Regions from separate parts of the Mus musculus genome. Here regions 2 and 3 are each linked to region 1. Evidence: chromatin contacts called from public HiChIP or PLAC-seq and Micro-C data. All regions are on one chromosome and are shown on one strand. Each heading gives the region's core, a stretch centred on a gene start, on an enhancer-like site or on the middle of the called end of the contact. The rest is flanking DNA. Distances are from core to core; before and after follow the strand shown. Region 1 overlaps Gm36560 (a long non-coding RNA gene). Region 2 has its middle 29 kb from the start of Hoxc13. Region 3 holds the start of Hoxc13 (homeobox C13).

Evidence for each region. HiChIP or PLAC-seq counts read pairs in DNA pulled down with a chosen protein or histone mark. Hi-C and Micro-C count contacts between places; a contact is called where the count stands out from the background.
Region 2: a CTCF HiChIP or PLAC-seq map of the NIH/3T3 cell line shows a contact between it and region 1, with 11 read pairs. The contact joins two enhancer-like sites. A contact is called at or near these places in 1 of 15 datasets of contacts at CTCF or cohesin (the NIH/3T3 cell line), 10 of 484 Hi-C or Micro-C datasets (the 3T3-L1 cell line, the C2C12 cell line, LSK cells and 5 more), 3 of 115 datasets of contacts at active chromatin or transcription factors (all in embryonic stem cells) and 1 of 9 other capture datasets (embryonic stem cells).
Region 3: a contact with region 1 is called in a Micro-C map of muscle stem cells, with 2.7 times the contacts expected there. The contact joins the promoter of Hoxc13 here to the enhancer-like site in region 1. A contact is called at or near these places in 6 of 39 promoter capture datasets (the 3T3-L1 cell line, the C10 cell line, HPC-7-derived erythroid cells and 3 more), 1 of 15 datasets of contacts at CTCF or cohesin (the NIH/3T3 cell line), 5 of 484 Hi-C or Micro-C datasets (the G1E-ER4 cell line, embryonic fibroblasts, embryonic stem cells and 2 more), 10 of 115 datasets of contacts at active chromatin or transcription factors (embryonic limb bud, embryonic stem cells, forebrain and 3 more) and 2 of 9 other capture datasets (adipose tissue and pancreatic islet).

What each region holds. Positions count from the first base shown.
Region 1 is chr15:102,799,902-102,804,890 of GRCm38.p6, forward strand. All of the region lies in intron 6 of Gm36560 (a long non-coding RNA gene), which reads left to right. Among named protein-coding and RNA genes, the nearest start is that of Gm36560, 48 kb to the left of the region's middle. Within about 2 kb of position 2,535, at least 59 of the 459 cell types and tissues checked have an H3K27ac peak or open chromatin away from gene starts, as enhancers often do. A contact at or near this core is called in the NIH/3T3 cell line, muscle stem cells, pancreatic cancer cells and 1 more, where this site is marked.
Region 2 is chr15:102,889,683-102,894,501 of GRCm38.p6, forward strand. No RefSeq gene overlaps it. Among named protein-coding and RNA genes, the nearest start is that of Hoxc13, 29 kb to the right of the region's middle. Within about 2 kb of position 1,394, at least 7 of the 459 cell types and tissues checked have an H3K27ac peak or open chromatin away from gene starts, as enhancers often do. A contact at or near this core is called in the NIH/3T3 cell line and tail fibroblasts, where this site is marked.
Region 3 is chr15:102,919,697-102,924,578 of GRCm38.p6, forward strand. Hoxc13 (homeobox C13) reads left to right here and starts at 1,435. Exons shown (of 2, transcript NM_010464.2): 1 at 1,435-2,221. The coding sequence starts at 1,492.

The DNA.
Region 1 (4,989 bases), core at 1,285-3,784:
CGAATCATTTACCCACCTAGGTATGAGAATACAAGCCATAGGAGAACGTCCTCTATTTCAGAGCATCGTCCTTGGAGTCAGACATTGCCGTGATGATCCGGGAGGAGTCTGGGGATTACATGGGAGAGCGGTAGTGGTGCTTGATCCTGCATGATGGATTTCCAATTGAAATTAAGTCTAACAAGGCTCCCTGAGTCAGAAAATGTCATCAAGCCCTGTTCCTACTAACAACTTGAGAGCAGCTGGCTGGATTCACTCCATTAGCTACAGAGGGTGGAGGCAGAGAGTAGGGGCAGATGCTGCCCAAGGACCAGGAACATTCCCGGATCCAATGATGAAAGGCTAGCCTCCTCCCAGCTGTTTGGGATCATGGCTGAGCTAACCCTGATGGCTGGGCTGCAGAAGGGTCTCAGACACTCCTGTTTTTCCATTGGATGTATCCACACAACGGGTGTCAGGATGCTGGTTGACTGTCCGGGAGTGTCCTCTCTCCTATCCCTGCCTCCTGGCTGCCTGAAGTAGTTTCTTTCCCGAATTCTTTCTGAGTGCCTTGAAATATTGTCAGGGCTTCCCCCCCCCCCCAAGCATCTAGTTTGAGGCTCATCCTTTAAAGCAAGCCTATTTTGTCACAGTTGGGGCTTGGTAGAAACTTTTATGCATTATACTGCTATAGATTTTTTTTTTTTTTTGAGGCAGGGCTGAGGTTACAGGTATGTGTCATCATGGTTTGATATGGTGTTAGTGATTGAACCCAGGGCTTTGTGCATGCTAGGCAAGTACTCTACCAACCAAGTTATAGTTCCAGCCCCAGGTTTTCCATTGTTTTCACCCCCTTTTCTTGCCCAATCATGCATCTTCTCAATTTTCTCCCCATTCATTCCCTGTGTTGGCTAGGTGCATAGTTTATTTTATTTTTGACTATTTCAGCTCAACCCTGCATCTCCCCGATATCCTTATGGAAGCCATGTTCCCAAGAACTTGGAGCCTGGCGTTTTAAGAGCTTGGCTTTCTCTGTCGGTGGCCAGTTCTTTCATGTACAGGCTGTTGAGCGAGGAGACTCATGCCTGATACTTGCAGAGCTGGGCTAATGACTCAGTATGAACTGGTGGAGCTCAGAGGCACAACAGAAACCCATTTGTAATGTCCCCCCATCCTTAAGAGGCTGAGCAGCATCAGCAGGGATTAAGAGGAGGCTCCGGGGTTTGTTTTTGCCTCAGGAGGATCATCTTTAAAAACCATGTCCTCAGCATTAAAATGGGCTTGGATTTTCATCCTTTTATATGGTGGTGCCGTCTTCCTAGGGCTCCTGCCTTCGCTGTAGCATTTTTGTGGTAAGACAGACACAGTGTGAAACGTGCCATCTTAACCAGTGTTTAGAAGTGCATCAAGCACACTCACAGCGGTCTCTTGAATGGTCTCATCTTCCCAAGATCAAAGTCCGTACTTACTACACTACCTCCTGGCTCCCCCTTGCTGCCGTCCTTGGCACCCTTCCTCTAACTCACTCAGCTCCTTAGCATCATCTGACCACATTATGTAGTTCTGATAAATCCTGAGAATCCTCTCCACTTGGCCTCTGTAGACTTGTTCTGATGGGCTCCTGTCACTTCTTGGTTTGGAGTTCCTCTCTGAGAGGCAGTTCTGGGGCCTGGCCCTCATGTAAGTCATCTTTTCCCATCTGATCCTTAGGTATGGTCCACCCCACTTTCCTCTTGGTTCGGTTGGTCCTCATTTTCATATCCCATTCCTAATTTGTCCTGCTTTAAGAGACCCTCTTATCGGCATCCTCAAATGCCCCAACTGCTATGTGATGACCTTGTTGTCTCCCCGCATACACACATATTCAGCTGGATTGCTTGTCAGGCTGTTCTTATTTATCTTATTTCCTTCTCAGCCAAGAAGAGTCCCCAGTTCAGTGCTCTCTTTTTCTAGATCCTCAGTGCTCAAACTGTGGTCCATGTCCTGGCAACATTAACATCACTGAGGAGTTTGTCAGAAGTGCAGAGTCCCAGGCTCCACCCCTGACTTACTGAACAGTAATTCTCATTTTAACAAGACCTCCAGATTATAGTGTGCATGTTGAAGCCTAAGAAACACGGCCACAAGAGAGTGATAAGTAATTTATTTTGCAGGTGTTTATAAGTAAAAAAAAAAAAAAAAATCAACACCTGTAGCCTAGATTCAGATGGCATGGATATTGTTGAGGAGGGAAAGAACAGTATTTTGTATGCTTGGACTTCCTGGGGTTCTGAGAGAATGGCCTAGAAAGGCCTAGAGAGAAGCTGAGAAGGCCCAGGAGCCTCCATTCTCATGAGCAAGGCAGGAGGCTCACATAAGGAGAAGGTCCCCAACTGTCTGCTTCTTACTGAGGCAGAACGGAGATTCAGGTCCCTAAAATTCACTTGGAAGTTGGCTGACCATGTCTAGTCAGTCAGTGGTGCTTGTCTCAAAACCCAGCCGGGCTCTCAGCGGTTGGTTTCTGTCTCCATGGCTGGTGCTGACTCATCCTTTGTAGGAGGGCTGACTGTAGCTGGGAAAGGCTGAGGAGCCAGTGTAATTCTCTCCTTCTTCCTCACTCCACTGAAAGGGATCGAGGAGGGGCATGGAGAGCGGAGACAGGGTGTGGGAGTCAAACCTGTTCTTCGCATAGCAATCATCCAGTCTCACTCCAAGAAGTTGAGTCCACAGCTGGGAAAAACTGGAGCCAGTCTGAGTCTGCTTGGCTCGGAGCCAGCCTTCCTGTTTTTTTTTTTTTTTTTTGTTCTTTCTCTTTCTGGGGATCCACAGGAGTGGGAGCATCTTCCTCTAGTCTCAGGTATTAGAGAGCTGTGTCCCATGGAGGCAAAGGTTAGCTAGTGCTGCGAGTTTGAATTCTTGGGCTTTTGCCTGGCCCTCCTCTCTCATCTTCAAAAGAGGATGCCAGGATCCAAGATCTACTTGTGTAGGTTTTGTTTTTAGGGGCTATGCAGTAACTGAAGAACAAGGTGTTTTAGGACAACCTTGAGAGGGCTGTGGACTGTTGTGTGGGAAAATAATGTACACAAAATGTCTCTTTGCCTAGAGTCATGCTTTGTTTTTCTTGGTCCTTGGGTCTCTGCGTGGAGGCTCTATTGGTGAGGCGATGTGTTTCTTGTTCTAATAACAGTGGTCTCTAGAGCAGAGACCCGAGATACCACAGTCTGAGCAAAAGATCCCACGAGTGTCCCTTGTCATGTCCAAGGTTATCACCCTTAGGAGCAATCCTTTGAAGTCTGCCGCATGCTGTGATCTGGTCCTGGGTGTCTTATCTAGGGCTGGCATGAGATTGCTTACATCATCTGTAGTCAGATGTCTTGCTCCCGTAGGTCATACCAATGCTGACCCTAAACTACTGCTAGAACACTCAGTGTCTCTGTGCCCTCAACATGTCCACTCTTCTCACCTGGTGGAGGGCTCCTTGCAAGCCAGGAGAGGTGGCCCCCTCCTCTGTGTCCACTTCATGGAAGTGCAGTAGAGGCTGAGGAGGGGGGAATGTGAAGGAATCATACCCTTCTGGTTCAGAGAGTATGATAAGTTAACTCATTTGCAGTTCCTTGGTGAGAGAAAGAATATGCATTTTTCTGAACTCACTTTTAGGTCACATTGGGTTGCTTTGGTTGAGCAAAATTTGTGGTAAGGTTGTGACTTTAAGCCCGTATTGTTTATTAGGCTTCTTTTCTAAGGTTGTCCCGATTTGGGGAACTTGGAGATTGGGGGTGTATATTGGTGATAGCTGGTAAATGGGAAAAACATAAAATTTTAGTGAGGAGAAGCTATCTCAGGAATCTATAATGAGCACGTGTGTTATTTCTTTTCCAACAGGCTGCATAATTTTTATGACCAATTATTCCATTTGTAACGACGCTGAGATAACAGAGATCCCATCTCACGCTCCACGGCACACGCCAGGCACTCATGGGAGCTCAGGGACACTGTCCCTTCTTCAAGAATTGGACAGCTAGAGTGTTTCCACCAAACTGAATACTAGCAAGGGGGTAGGGTGGGGAGGAAGATGTGAGCCTTTTATAAATAGCAAAGGGGAGAATGAGCTAGATGGGAGGGGGGCATTGGGTATTCCGGGCTTTAAAGTGAAGGAAAAATTGACTGGAGAATAAGTCAAAAGATCAATCTTTTGGCACAAGAATTTTGTGATCCAATATGGCTTTCCAGTGGGCTTTCCTTACACTTCACAAGTGCACAGGTGTCTTCAGCCATAAGTGCTGGAGCCATCCTAAGCTTCAAGGAGCCAGCATTTTTGCTAAGGATTTGGAGGCTCAGATGGAAAAGTTTGGCTTGGGGAGGTTTAGAAAAAGACAATCCCCAGGTGAGGCTCTAAAGGGAGCTCACCTTTGGGGCTGGTAGGCTTCTTTCGTGTGTGTGTGTGTGTGTGTGTGTTGTGTGTGTGTGTTTGTAAAAGTCAGAAGAAACCTCAGGTCTCATTGTTTAGGTGCCATTCATTTTTATTTTATTTTTGAGCTAGGGTCTCTCATTGGCCTGGTTCATATATATATATATATATATATATATATATATATATATATATATATTCATTCATTTATTTTCACTTTTTTTTTTTTAGTATAGAATAGAGTTTATTCATGGGGAGGAGAGTGAAGAGGGCAGTAGAGGCAGAAAAAGGCAGAGAGAAAGAGTAGAGAAGTAGAGGAATAGAGGCCCCGGCCATGAGCATGTGGAGAGAGGGGGGAAGGGAATGGGGAAGGGGCGAGGGGACAGAGTGGGAGCAAGAAAGGAAGCGAAAGAGAGGAACAAGAGCCTCATTATTATTTTTTTTTTAAGCTAGGGTCTCTCATTGGCCTGGAGCTCAACAAGTAGGTTAGGCTGCTGGCTAATGTGCTTCCAGAATCTGTCTCTGCCTACCCAGCCCCTGTAATTACATATCCATACCTAGATTTTGTTTTTTAAAATGGATTCTGGGATTGGACTCAGACCCTAGTACTTGCAGCAAATATG
Region 2 (4,819 bases), core at 144-2,643, 89 kb after region 1:
TAGCTTGAGAAATACTTCTTTTCTCTTTGCTTTAATGCTTATTCCTCTCAGGCTCTTTCCACAGGGACTGATGCGTAGTATGCTTGAGAAATTCTGTTGGGTGTGTGAACGCTTTCTATTTATTGTCTTCAGATATTTCATACAGAGGAAGCATATGTAATGGAAATATAAGATAAAATAAGTAAAACACTCCTGTGTGCCTAATACCTTCGCTTAAGAACTAAATTGTTGTTAAGATGGCAAAGCCTCCTTTGTGTCCCATACTAATTATGTTTATTTTCTCCCCCTCTGGAGGAAACTTCTATTCTACTGTCTTTCTGCATTTACCAACACTAGCAGTTTAGGATGCTCTGTTACATATAGTCCTTAGCCAAGATCCTATATGGCTCAAAATATATCTGAACTCTTGTAAAAAATACACACACACACACACACACACACACACACACACACATATCAATGATGATGAATATATTCTAATAAGTTGCTTTTTTTCTCTCAACATTTTGCCATTTTTCTTAATGTTCATAGACTGCAGTTCTTTTTTATTGATGTGTTATGAAGAAATGACTAAACTACAATCTACTTAACCATGCTCCAGTCAAGAAATAGTCCAGTTGGCCACAGATAGTGTTTGTTCAGTGCTGAACACCCCTTCCCTCCCCAGGCTTTCTCTCTAATGTCAGGAACAAGGCAAGAGTGTCCATTCTGGGAGTTTTAGCTAGGACAATCCAGTGAGAAGAATAAATAAAAGGTCATGAGGTCCTCAAAGAAGGTGCCAGGAATCCCTAATAGAGAAAGATTCATCTCTTCAGCAAGCGGTGCTGGAAAAACTGGACATCTTCACAGTCCAGACAAAGAAGCTGGACTCTTAGCACATTCTGTGTACGAGTCTTAACTAGAACTGGACATCGTGGCACATCCCTGCGGCCCTACACTTAGAGGGATGAGGCTGGGGGATTACAAGATGGAGGCCATCCTGGGCAAGACTGTCTTTAAAAAGAAAGGAGGGAAGGAGGAGGGAGGGATATAGGAAGAGAAAGCACAAAAAAAGAAAACAAAGATTAAGGGCCTAGACTAGAGATAATACAGTGGTATAAAGGCCATTAGCCTAGCATGGCCAGACCCTGGGTTCAATTGCCAGCACCATCAGAAACAAAAACTATTGAAATGCTGAAAACATGTCCATGACCCAAATGTAAGACCCAAAACAACAAAACTCTCCTGCTCCCAAAGTGGAGTACAGGGGAAAGCTTCCTGAGTTTGGATTTGAGAGTTACTCCTTGACTCTTGACTCTTGACACCTGAAGCTTAGCTCACAGAAGCTAAGACAGACACATGAAAACACAGCAAAACTCAGACCTGCCCAGCACAGGAAATGAGCAATGCAGCAAACACGTGGCCTGTAGAATTGGAGGGTGTTGCCAAGTATCTGGAAGGGTCAGCTCTGAAAATCTCTGGAGAAGTCTCACAACTCAACAGCAAACCCAAGCAACCTCAGTTGAGAGTGGGCAGAGGGGCTGGTGAGATGTTTTAGCGGTTAAGATCGCTGAGTGCTCTTCCAGAGGTCATGAGTTCAAATCCCAGCAACCACATGGTGGCTCACAACCATCCGTAATGAGAAACAAACTAACCAAAAAACAAACAAACAAACAAACAAACAAACAAACAAAAACAAAACAACCTATCCCCTCTCTCGGGGGTAGGGGGAAGAGAATGGGCAGAGAAGTGAGGTAGAGATTTATCTGGCCGGAGAAGGCACATAAGAAGGCACATAGATGACCAGCAAGTGGACGCAATTGCTCTGGGTCATTAACCATCAAATATCTGAAAGCCACAAAGATCCAGCACCTCGCACTCGATGGCCACAAGTGGGACCTGGGAAAGTGGAGGTGGCTCAGCAGCTAAGAGCACCGCTGCTCTTGCAAAGGACCTACATCTAGCTGCTCACACCCACCTGTGACTCTGCCTCCAGGAGATCCCTCTGGAGGAAGAGGCAGGAAGAGGAAGGCACCTATATGCATACTCTCCAATACACATAAGTAAACTAACACTTTTTTAAAGACAAGTGTTGGTGAGGATATGGAGAAACTTGCCCCCGTGCACTGAAAAATGTGAATATAAAGAGATAAAGCCATAAATGAAAAGTTGTATTTAGGTTTCTCAAAAATTAAAAATAAAATAAAGCTGAGGGCATAACACATGGTAGAGTGCTTGCCTAGCCTGTGTGGGGCCCTGAGTCCACTCCTCAGCCATTTCCAAACAATTTTCACTAGAATTGCCACATGACCTAGGGACCTCATTTCTGGTTATTTATCCGGAAGATTAGACAAAAGCAGATATTTGCATCCTCAGTCTTGTTCACCGTGGCCAAAAGGGGAAGCACCTAATGCCTATCAACTGATACATGCATAAAGAATGACATATACATGTAATGAAATGTTACTTGATCATAAAAAGGCCCTGTCATCTAAGTGAAGCCTGAAGATATTGCGCCTAGTGACATAAGCCAGTCACACACAAATAGCATGTGACTCTTGTGAACTCTCTAAACTTGTCAAACTCTTAAAGAAAGAAACAGTGGTTAGCAGACCTGTGAGGACTAATAGTTATCTTGTTCAATAGATGGGTCTCAGTTTTACACAACATAAAGTTCTAGAGATCTGTCCCTCAGCAGTTCACATCCTGTCATCACTGCTGCACACCACAGCTTAAATAATGGTGTGGTGGTGAAATTTACATACTTAGCAGTTGATAAATAAAAATTGAATGGAATTGTGGAACAGTAGAATATGCACGTCTTAAGTTGCTTCTAATTTGCTAGAATCAGTGAGTTAATCACTCCAAAGTGGCCATACCACCAAATGCGTGCTCTCAGTGTGTGCAAGATTCTAGTCTCTCTGCCCACTCATAACACCTGAAAAGCTTGCCAATCTGATAGCTGTTTCAATTGACTTTTTTTTTTTTTTTTTTGAGCAGAAAATTCAAGTGTCTTTTGGGATTTTTTTTTTTTTCCCCGCCATCTGGGTTTCTACTCAAATGCTAATCTCTTTCTGGTTGGGCACATTTTTAGGCTGTTTGGGTTGTTTTTTTCTTACTGGTGTTTAGAATCAATTATTCACATACTCTGTGTACTAATCTTTTATAAATCATTGAGTAGCTACTGTCTTCTACCTGGTGATCGGTCATCTCACTTTGTAAGTACACCTTTAAGAAAAACAAATTTGGGGCAGGAGATGAGGCTTAATGGCCGGCATACACTTGGTGTGTGTGAGACACCCACACCCACATCCCTAGAGCTCCCTACCCCGCCAGCACTCTGTGCTCTCCAAAACAGGAAACAAGCTTTTGGCATAGCCAAATTTATCTATCTTTTCGATGATGCTTTGTTCTTTTCTTTCCTAATGGATTTTCTCCTAAAAAAAAATAATGTTGTTCTGGAATAGATCATTTTAATTGCATTTATTGTTTTATACATTCACTTGTGTGTGCAGGTGCACAGTCACCTGCATGCTTGTGTGAAAGCCTGAGGCTAGCATTTATCCTCTTACTGAACCTAGAGCTTATCCTTTCAGATAGACAGGCTGGTCAGCACACCCTCAGAATCCACCTGCCTCTACTTCCCACCAGAGACCCACTGACACCGCTGAATCCAAACTCAGACCCCCATGCTTATGCCACAAGCACTTTACCCAGCGAGCCATCTCTCTGGCTTTGTAGAATAGCTTTTGAAGAGACAAAAAAAAAAAAAAAAAAAAAAAAAACGGTAATAGGAGGCAGAGAGATGTGTGAGGAGAGGTTTTCCTTGGACTGGCAATGTGGCGGTTAGCAGAATGTTTGCCTAACATGTGCTGGCTGGTGGCACGTGACAATTTGACACAAACTAGAGTCATCAGAGAGGAAGGAGGCTCAGCTGAGAAAATTCCCCCCACCCCATGAACTCCAGCTGCAAGGCATTTTCTGGATTTTTGGTGAACGGCCGGGGGGGGGGGGGGGGCAGCCCACTGTGGGTGGAGCCACCACCCACATGGCCTCTGCATCAGCTTCTGTCTCCAGTTTCCTGCTTGAGTTCAGTGATGAACTATGATCTGGATGTGTAAGTTGAATAAGCCCTTTTTTTCCCAACTTGATTTTTTAATCATATTGTGGTTGTTTTTTCTTTGTTTGTTTGTTTTGCAGCAATAGAAACTCCAGTTACGACAGCATACTCGAGACCTTGGCTATGATTCCCAGGACCACATAAACTGAATGTGGCCTATAATCCCATTATAGTACTTGAGAGGTGGAAACAGCAGAATCTCAATTACAAGGTCATGCTCTGCTACATAGTTCAAGGTTAGTCTAGACTATGTGAACCCCTGTCTCAAAAACAAACAAATAAATCGAAAACAAATAGAAGGGTTCTACCTCCATGGAGAAGGAAGGTAGAAGACTGTATGCCTGTGTGTACTCTGGTCAAGGTTGCTCCAGGGACAATGACTTAACCTGAGAAGGGCAGGCTGTCCCATGAAGGTTTGCAGAGTTTTGGGGTGCTTATGGGAGTGATGAACTCTGCAGGTGGCACATAATATTTCACCTGGAAGGGAAGTACTGTGTTTTTCCACTTCTTTGTGAGCAACATCTGATCAACATAAACCAAACCAAGTGTGCTCTGATGTGTCCAGCTTTCTACACCCATTTCTTACCTAGGACTTTCTACACAGTAGAAGCAAAGTGATTTCAAGATGATTAAAGACAAAAGCTCTGAGGATTAGAAGACTACAGGGACCGGCAGAAGTAGGAATGCCCTTCCCTTGGAGCCTATGAAAGCGTTAAGTAG
Region 3 (4,882 bases), core at 185-2,684, 120 kb after region 1:
CTTTATTATTTTTTTCCTGCTCTCTCGCTCGCTCTTTATTACTTCTTCTCCTCAGGGAGGGGTATGTGTGAAAGGGAGCTTGGCACAATTCCATGGAGATGCCCCTCTGCAAAGGGGTGACTCTACTGAGGCCCTAACCAGTGGGGGGGGGGGCGCAGAAAAAAGTGAGTGTTATAAAAATCAGTAACTTGGTGCTAATTTGTTCTTGACATAGAAGACAGTTCGGGATCTAAGTACTCTGCCTGAACAAGAGTGATCCTGAAAGGAAACTGGGAATAAGGCAGCTTAAACTTAAGCTGCCTGGCTCCTTAGCGCTTATCACCCCATCAGCCCAAGCCATTGAGGAGGGGGGGTGGTCTTGTACTTGTATGTTTGGAGTTGCACCTGTCAGAAGTCCCTTTAAAGAGCGGCAGGTTTTCTCTGCTTTCTACAGTTCCTTGTGTGAACCCAAAGAGACTCTTGCAAGCATCCCGGCCTTTCCTTTTGCTCAGTCAGAATCTGCTTCTGTTTCTTTGAGAGTGGGGGCGGGGGGAGTCTCCGGTATCCCTTTTGTATGCTGAAATGGCAATCTGTCCTTCTGCCCCTCTCCGTTAGCCTCTGCTTCTCGCTGAGTGTATTTCATCATTTCTCTCCCCACATCGGGACGAAGTCTGCATTTGGGAAATCCAATCGCCCAATCATGTCTGATACAGGAGAGAGCCCTTTTCCAGACAAACTGGGGCTTTGGGGAAAGCCTCTGAGGTCGGAGTTTGAGACTCTGGTTTCGGCACCAAAGGCTCGGTGAGGTCCTTGTCCGCCGTGAGCTGACTGCCACAGCTGGAGCCTTCCTAGCTAGATTTATTATTATTATTATTACTATTACTATTATTACTAAAATTCCAGGTTTGCCTCCATTCTCAGCTCCAAGCCCCAATTTAGAGACTTCGGTAGTCAAAGCCATCTGTTTGAGAACCGGAGCCTCTCAGCGTCTCTCAGTCCAGAGCCTAGGAGGAGGAGCCATCCTCTTCTCCCTAGGTCCCTTTGCGTCGGCCAAATTAAGCCTCTCTGCCCCCCTCCCCTAACAAGGCTTGCCTAGGGGGCGTTGCCCGTCCCTTTAAATCTCCCAGCTCTCTCCTCCTTTTCCTTTCCAGTGAGCCAATCAACAAAGTTCTCATTTCTTTCCGCCCCGCCCCATCTCCCGGGGAGGGAACCCCAGGAGACCCAGGCTTAGCATCACGTGCAGCGGCTGTGGTCACGTGGGAACCAGGGGCGTGCTATGGTGAGGAGGGCGGGAGTCGCCGGATTTCTTAATGAAGTGTGTCCGCATGCGTAGTGGGAATGCGGCTAGGGAGGGGGAAGCACCGGGGGGGGGGGTGGCGGGGGGAGGAGGGGAGGGGTGGAGAGAGAGAGAGAAGGGAGGAGGGATGGGGGAGGGAAAAAGAGAGCGAGGTGTCTCCCTAGCTCGCTGCCTCTGGCAAGTGGAGTTTTTAAAAAGCTGGAGCAGATCATGTCATGACGACTTCGCTGCTCCTGCACCCGCGCTGGCCGGAGAGCCTTATGTACGTCTATGAGGACAGCGCGGCGGAGAGCGGCAGCGGCGGCGGCGGGGGAGGCGGCGGCGCGGGCGGCGCGGGGGGTGGCTGCAGCGGAGCGAGCCCCGGCAAAGCCCCGAGCATGGACGGGCTGGGCGGTAGCTGCCCGGCCAGCCACTGCCGCGACCTGCTCCCGCACCCTGTATTGGCCCGCCCGCCGGCTCCTCTGGGTGCCCCTCAGGGCGCCGTCTACACGGACATCCCAGCCCCGGAGGCGGCGCGCCAATGCGCCCCACCGCCGGCGCCCCCCACCTCGTCCAGCGCCACCCTGGGCTATGGTTACCCATTTGGGGGCAGCTACTACGGCTGCCGCCTGTCGCACAACGTGAACCTGCAGCAGAAGCCTTGCGCCTACCATCCGGGGGACAAGTACCCAGAGCCGTCGGGCGCGCTGCCTGGTGACGACCTGTCCTCCAGGGCTAAGGAGTTCGCCTTCTACCCCAGCTTCGCCAGCTCCTACCAGGCAATGCCCGGCTACCTGGACGTGTCGGTGGTGCCTGGGATCAGCGGGCACCCGGAGCCGCGTCACGACGCGCTCATCCCTGTTGAAGGCTACCAGCACTGGGCTCTTTCCAATGGCTGGGACAGTCAGGTGTACTGCTCCAAGGAGCAGTCGCAGTCCGCCCACCTCTGGAAGTCTCCCTTCCCAGGTAAGGAAGGGGCTTGAGCGGCGGCGCCGCCGCCGCCGCCAGGGACCCCTCCCCGCCCTGCCTGCCCCGCGGCTCCGCGCCTCAGCCACCCCCGCCGTCTGGCCCCGGCGCGCCGGCTCGGCTAGGCTGTCGATGGAGCCGGCCGGGCGAGCTATGCTGAGGAATGCGCTGGGGAAGAAATCTGCTCCGACACGTTCCCCGGAGCTGCCGGGTCCAGAGTGAAGCAATCAGAGGCGCCCGAGCGCCGGCTCGGCTCGGCTCTGGTCGGGAGCTCGCCTCCTCCTCCCCCAGCCTGCTCCAGCCTCATTCAGGGATCCTGGCCCCTAAATCCGCTTCCAGCCAGGAATGGGTTGGGGTTGGGCCTCTGGTGTCTTGGAACTTAGTCCAAAACCCTCAACCCAGTGGATAGTTGGGATTTGGGGAGAGTATAAGAACCTTTACCTTGCCCGAGTTTTCAGGAGCTGTCAACCACCAGATACTATAGCATTAAAATGGGGATCTAATTCTCCAGAGCCTATAGAAATGTACAATTTTTTTTCTTTTTAAATTTAACCATGAATGTTTTATAAGAGCACAGAAGAGATTTTTAAAAATCTCTGTAGAGGGAATGTGTAAGATTTGAATCCTCTCCTGGAATGCAATTTTTTTCTTTGCCGCTCTGGTACACAGTTTTAATCCTGTGAATCCACTGCCAGATCCTCCAAGTGAGATTTACTGGCATTCCAGACAGAGAAAGGGGTTCTAAAATGGGAGGTGGGAGAGGCAGACCTGTGCTGTGGTCCGGGGTCCAGACCACTCTTGTCTGGCTGTGTATGCAAGAAGAGAGCACTCTTGTGTTGTTCCTCTGTGGCTGTCTCTGAATAGGAAAGGATTCCATACCGCCCCCATCACTCCCCAGAGGAGAAAGACCGGCCCAGATTTCCCAAAACTGCATCAGAAGCTTTGGGTTCCACTCTGATCTGAGAGATAAGGATTTGAGGGTCTAGAGAAGCCAGCATTTGGGTCTACTCTTCCTGTACAGAGCTCAGTGGGAGACAGACAGTCCTCTTTTCTAATAGCTTCAAAGATCCTTGAGAGTCCAGAGAAGCCTAAGATAGCTTCCCACTGTGTGCAAAAGGAGCCCCCCCTAGCCTCCCATACCAGGCCTGGGATTTTTCATTGGAAAGATCAACCCAAAGAACTCTTTACGGTAGGCCTGAAATTCTTCTGCATCCGGGATTGGGTGGAGAGGTAGATGGAGAAGAATCACTGAATGATATTATAGAATGTAGCAAAAACATTCTGAAAAACAGCACAAGGTCACTTGTTATAAGTCAGTACCAGAGCTAAAACCACACAAGGCACCCTATTTCTCACAGCCAGAATCAAGGACATGGTTGTGGTACAATTGGTACCATACACCACCTTCTCCTCATTGACTATAAGATTTTTTTTTATACTATACAAACGTATTCATGTGAAGCACAGACTGATACATATCTATAAGATAGACTGTTCATATGTAGGCATTCCATAATACACTTATAGAAAATAGGCTGCCCTTCACTTCTCTAGCTCATAAGACAGAAAGCTTCTTAAATGAAGGTCCAGCAGGAATCCTTGTGGTAGTGGAATTAAAGGGTCACTGAAAGAGAGCCAGTGGACTGGGAATCCGGTGCTGACCCTGCTCACTGTAGGTAAGGACTCAGGCCTAGAGCAAAATCAACGTCTTTGGAATGAAGAGTGTACCTAAAAGAGCTGCTGTGGCTTTCCTGTATAGGCATGTGGGTTGTGTGGTGGGCTGGAGGGAAGCTCAGAATTATCTTTGAGCAAATAAACATCTTAAAGATTCCCAGAAACAAGAACAACACACATACACACACACACAAACCACTCTGCTAAAAATAAACACGTTTATATCACAGCCTCCTAGAGAAAGATATCTTTGAAATGAAAAAAAAACATACATCCCAATTGAGATTTAATACACTTGCAAATTACAACAGAGAAGTGGGTATAAAATCCAGTGTGCCTCCACTGCTCTGAGCTCATGCTCCCCACTAGAAGTAGATTCTGGCTGGCGTTTCTCAGTGCCTGAAGAAGTCCAGGAGGGAGGCAGATGAAAAAGAAATTATCTTCAGACACCCTCCATCTTTCTACCCACACAAGTCTTTTAGAAGTAGTGAGATTTTTCAGATAACTCTGTCTATGCAATTGTGGTTTGTTCGGCAACATCTAGCCATAAACACCACTGTCTCTCTTCACTGCCTCTGGCTCTGAGAAACCTCACCTATGATAGTCTGGGCTGGTGTGGGAGATGGAGGCAATTGTTCAGAAAGATCTAGATAATTAGAGCTGTGAGGAGTTGTGGCTTCTTTCTCCCAATTATATAGACCCCTGCTTCACAGTTTCTCTCTCTCCTCTCTCTCTCTCTCTCTCTCTCTCTCTCTCTCTCTCTCTCTCTCACACACACACACACACACACACACACACACACAGTGATGAGTATAGATCCCTTTCTTTTTTCACCAAGAAGGGCAGAAATCCCAGGAGACAATTAGATGGAAGAAGAAAAAGACAGTTCTGAGATAGATAGATAGATAGATAGATAGATAGATAGATAGATAGATAGATAGAAAGAAAGAACAGATAGATTATAGAATAGAACAAAACAAAAACAGT